2 separate regions of the Sus scrofa genome follow, and region 2 is linked to region 1. A link is a contact called in public HiChIP or PLAC-seq data. All regions are on one chromosome and are shown on one strand. Each heading gives the region's core, a stretch centred on a gene start, on an enhancer-like site or on the middle of the called end of the contact. The rest is flanking DNA. Distances are from core to core; before and after follow the strand shown.

Region 1 (2,509 bases), core at 6-2,505:
ATGATGTCAGTAACAGCCAGGCCTCGGGCAGAAGCCAGTATTGGCTTTGCCTGTGGAGTGGGTATTGCAGAGCTGATACAAGACACATAGGCACCAAGTTGGGGAGGAAGGCCCCACACAGCTCAGAAAACCTCAAGGTGGAAAGCTTTCCATTCAAGCCCCTTCAATACCTAAGTCAGGAACCTGGTAAAAGGAGGACGTGGGGAATTTCTGAGAGGATGCCAACATTTCCAGTGCCTCGCATAACATTTCGTGTGCTCAGTGCCTGCCTTGTCTTAGGCCTTTCAGTCCCTACAAATTCCTACCACAAGGAAGAATTCACCCCAAATTACAGATGAGGAAACCAAGGCTCAGAGAGGTTGAGTGGGCTGGCAAAAGTTGCACAGTTAGGCAGCGAGGCAGCTGGGATTCGAACCCAGGTCTTCTGCCCCCAAATCCTATGCTCATCTCTCATGATATTCTTGGGAACAGGAGGAAAATAGAGGCAAAACAGTCCTGGGCCCCCATCTACTCTCCTGGACAATCCAGCCAAGGCTATTTTTTTAAAAATGATTTTTGCCCTGGTGACCGAGAAGAGCTGTCACCTGCTGAACGCTCTACCTGGACACTCTCATTCCATGATCACAGTGCCCCGCAGAGGCCCATTATACAGAAGAAGCCATCAAGGCTCAGGGAGGTGAACTGACTTAGCCAGACGGCCAGCTAGCATCGGGTGTCTTTGTGGAACCAACTTGGCATTGAGCCCTGGGGGCAAAAGGAGGTACTGGGGGCAGGTACAGGGTCAATGAGGTTCAGGCACATGTTCCCTGGGGCCCATTGGGAGGGAGCTGCCATGGCTGTGTCTCTGGCTGTGACCCCGGGCAGGGTAAGTTCTAGGGTAAGTCCAGGCCCCTGTGAGTTCATCTCCCAGGAGAGAGGAATGGCCGCGGACCAGACCAGAGGGTGTACACCAGTGGCCCATAGACATGTTGACTTTGGCTTATGCAGTGGTTAAAGGGGGAAAAAATCCTGAATTAGTGGCCAATATTGAAAAAAATCAAAGGATTTCTTGGAAAAATCAGCGTTACAGCTACTTTTGCAAAATCTAAGGATCTGGCCACACTGATCCCTCATGCTTGCCTGGCAGCTGTCCCCCCACCCCCCACTGTCCCCAGGGGTCTTTGCTGCTCCAAACAGAGATGTCTAGTCTCTGTGTCATGGCCCAGGCCAGCCATGCTCGATTAATGCTGACGTGCCTTGGTGGCATCTGGGCCCACAACTTTGCACAGAAAGGGTGAGTCACTTGCCTCTGGGAACGGACTTCTAGAAGCTCACAGAGGGCTGTCTGGGATGTGGGAAGACATTCTGAGGAGTGCATCAGGGGTGCCTGGACCTGCAGCCTGCAGCCCCTCATTTCCATTCTGCTGCCACCCAGAAAGCCACCGCTCAACTCTCCATGTTTTATCTGGAGACGCAGCATTGAACGGGGCGGGGGTGGGGTGGGGTGCGGGGAGCAAACCAGACTGAGATGAGGAGACAGAGATAGTGGTCGCCATGGTGAGCCTGGCCCTCCCCCTCCCCCCAAGGTGCCCACTTCCGGAACCTGAGAGCACGTGACCTCACCCGGCAGAAGGGGCCTTGCGGATGTGATGCCCTTAAGGGGCCAGTCTCCTGGATTTTCTGGGAGGGGTGCCCGGTGTGATCACAAGGAGAGTCAGAGTCAGAGAAAAGGTATGAGGATGGCAGCAGAGGTCAGGGAGCCTTGTCCTTTGAAAACAGAGGAAGGGACCACGAGCCGAGGAATGGATGTGGTCACTAGAAGCCAGCAAAGACAAGGAACAGTTTCTGCCTCCTTAGGGGAAGCAGTCCTACCCACGCTTTGATTTTGCTTCTGACCTTCAGAACTGCAAGAGCAGAAACGTGTTACCTTAAACCTAGAGATTGGCGGTAATTGGTTACAGCGGCCCTGGGATGACAGTGCTGCTGACAGCCAAGCCACATAGCTATGCAGCTACGTCAAGGCCCTGACCTCGTAGATGTGCCTCTCTCTCCAGGGAGGCATTTACTCTCAATAATCTGATGAAGGAGGCATTACTATTATTATTATTATTATCTTATTTAGGGCTGCACCTGCAGCGTATGGAAGTTCCCAGGCTAGGGGTTCACATTGGAGCTGTAGCTGCTAGCCTACACCACAGCCACAGCAAGACAGGTTCCAAGCTGAGTCTGTGACATACATCACAGCTCAGAGCAATGCTGGATTCTTAACCCACTGAGCAAGGCCAGGAATAAAACCTGCATCCTTGTGGATACTGACTGGGTTGTTACTGCTGAGCCACAATGGAAACTTGCCTTTTTTTTGGGGGGGGTGTCTTTTTAGGGCCACACCCACGGCATATGGAAGTTCCCAGGCTAGGGGTCAAATCAAAGCTGTAGCCACTGGCCTATGCCACAGCCACAGCAAGTCGGGGTCTGAGCCGCGTCTGCGACCTACAGCAGAGCTCACGGCAACGCCAGATCCTAAACCCAC
Region 2 (2,509 bases), core at 7-2,506, 320 kb after region 1:
GTTTTCAGCAGAATTAATAGCACTTGGGGCCTTTGACAGTTGTGTACCAGTGGCGTAGAACTCCACCAGTTACTGGCTTTGTGACTTGGAGCTTCTATTTCCCTTGCCTGAGCCTCAGTTTCCACATCTGTAAAATGGATGTAGTCACAGTGTCTCCTTATTCAGCGTCTCTAGGTGCTCAGTGCATAACAATCAGTAAACGTCGGCGGAGGGTATAGGTTGGAGGGGGGTGAAACAGGTGCCCTAAGAGATTCTCAAGTTTGATTCCTGGTCTCCTGGGGACTCTCCCTCTGCTTGGGGAAACCTTGAGGAAAGGATTCGGGGGGAAGGAAGTGTCACTTGGGCAGGGAGAGGAGGGGAAGGGAAGATTTTTTCTGTCTGGAAAAGAAAGGCGTTGGGGTGTTTCCAGCTTTGCAAACTGCCTGAGGCAGGTTCCTAGGCTGGGAAGCCTGCCTGGGACTCGGACTCGCGGCTTCCTCTGGGAAGAGAGAAGAGGCCGTTCCGGATTCTCCAGTGTCTGGTTGGGAAGCAGGGGAGGGGCCCCCTGGCTGCCTGCCCAGCCATCTGGAGGGCTGGGCAGGACGATCGCCAGGCGCTGGCCCAGGCTCCCTCCCGGGGTCCCAGGGCCCCTGCCTTGCCAGCAGCCTCTTCTCTCCCTGGGGGAGACCTCAGGGCCGGTGGTGCTTCTTGGGGACGGGCAGGCCGAGGCTCCGCCCAGCCTCCCCAGAGCCCCAGAGCAGCCTTGACCCACATCTCCACCCCCGCTGTCCGCCTGCTCCTGTGGCCCTGACATTTCAGCCAGGCCGAGCTCTTTCCCAGTAATTCTCCTGGCAGCTCAGGAAGCCAGCTGGTGGGGCGCCAGCTCCCCGCCACCCCTCCAGCTTCAGTCCCTTCTTGCCTCCTCCTGGGCTGGCTTGCCTTCTGCCTGCCTCCCTGCGGGCGCCCAGAGCCTCTGCTCCCACCTCTCCCGGGGAGGCCCGGCGGCCTCACCAGTCCTGCCCTGTGACCTCGCCAGTGGGGGCCCCTGAGTGGGCCGGGCAAGGCCCAGCTTCCCAGGCCCAGCCGGAGATAGAAACAAAAGCAGATTTTAAAAGGGGGGGAACCCCAGCAAAGGGCTGCATGTAATGTCCTCATTTTTCCTGGAACCCGCCTCCAGCAGGACAAACAAATGTATTTTCAAAGGCGCTAAAACCAGTGACTCACTCCAAGGAACGCCCTCTCTTACCCCTCGGTCCCGCCCGCAGCCCTTCCCACACCCCCCTGGGCTTAATTGCTCCGAGTGGGGCGGCGCCCGTCCAGCCGGGCCAGCGGAGATGGCAGGCGCCCGGGAGCTCGGCGGCTGCCCAGCCGGGAAGCTCCTCTCGTCCTGGTCTCAGGGCCGCCCTTCTCTCCCTACAGGTTCATGCAGCACCCCAAGAACTTCGGCCTGATCGCATCATTCCTGGAGAGGAAGGTAAGTGCCTGCCTGCTAGCCCTGCGCCATCCGTCCCTTTTGGCGTCCACTCCTGCCGCGGCCTCCTGGGCCGGGGAGAAGGACCCTCCCACCCCGCCCACGAGGCCTCTGCCTGCTTGCTCCTTGCTTTCCTTACTGTGTCTGCGAGCACTTCCCTCCTTCCTCCCTCCTGGGAGAAGCAGCCACAGGCCCCGCCCCGGCCCTGGGGGTGGAGCTAAGGCCGGGAAACCCCAGGAGAGCTGTGTGCACTGCAGGCTTCTCCAAAGACCGCTCCTTAGACAGGGCAGCCAGCATCCTGACAGATTGGGCTCAGGTTCCAGAAGCCATATGCCATGCCTGGCCTCCTAGTTAAGGCTGGATGGGCAAGAGTGGTTGTCCTCTGGGGTCCTGGACAAAGTGACCCTTCTAGTCCCTCTGATGGTCACTCTATGTTGATAACCCTGATGCCAACCCTGGCGTGTGGCTGGCAAGTCCTCATCCCCACTGAGTAGACCTTTACATAGAACTGACACTCGAGGAGTTCTCTGGTGGTGCAGTGGGTTAAGGATCTGGTGTTGTCACTGTAATGGCACAGGTTTGATTGTTGGCCTGGGAACTTCCACAGGCCGGGGTTAGGCCAACCACCCCCCCCACACACACAGACATTTGCACCCCACCTTGGCCCCAAACCCAGCCTGGGGCAGCGCCTCTCTCTGCTCTGGCTCCCGTTAGCAGGTGGATACAAAGCATCCCAGAGAATGGGAAAGCCCCCTTTTATGCACCCACGAGGCTGGCCTAGGCAGTGGCTGGATCAGCCACAGGTAGGAAGGAGCTGGTCTGGGGGCTGGATGTGGCCCTAGGTCACAGTTGGCCATTGGACTCCACATCATCAGGGCGGAGCCAGACAAGCTTCCTGAAAAGATTTACTTTCTGGAGTTGCCATGCTGGGTGTTCTAAGCAACGTTTCCCTAAATCTTGTTTCTCAGAGGTGGGGTGCCCGCCCACCCCCAGCTTTGCAAATACCCAGCTGCTGGAGGCCTCACACTTCCTTGCTGTGGGAGGGCGGTCGGAGCAGGA

The links. HiChIP or PLAC-seq counts read pairs in DNA pulled down with a chosen protein or histone mark.
Region 2: a contact with region 1 is called in an H3K27ac HiChIP or PLAC-seq map of alveolar macrophages. The contact joins two enhancer-like sites. A contact is called at or near these places in 4 of 47 Hi-C or Micro-C datasets (embryonic fibroblasts, heart right ventricle and skeletal muscle) and 2 of 2 datasets of contacts at active chromatin or transcription factors (alveolar macrophages and skeletal muscle).

What each region holds. Positions count from the first base shown.
Region 1 is chr14:28,406,271-28,408,779 of Sscrofa11.1, forward strand. No RefSeq gene overlaps it. Among named protein-coding and RNA genes, the nearest start is that of SCARB1, 110 kb to the left of the region's middle. Within about 2 kb of position 1,256, at least 23 of the 83 cell types and tissues checked have an H3K27ac peak or open chromatin away from gene starts, as enhancers often do. A contact at or near this core is called in alveolar macrophages and embryonic fibroblasts, where this site is marked.
Region 2 is chr14:28,724,850-28,727,358 of Sscrofa11.1, forward strand. NCOR2 (nuclear receptor corepressor 2) reads left to right here. Exons shown (of 49, transcript NM_001044576.1): 14 at 1,399-1,453. Among named protein-coding and RNA genes, the nearest start is that of NCOR2, 83 kb to the left of the region's middle. Within about 2 kb of position 1,257, at least 57 of the 83 cell types and tissues checked have an H3K27ac peak or open chromatin away from gene starts, as enhancers often do. A contact at or near this core is called in alveolar macrophages and embryonic fibroblasts, where this site is marked.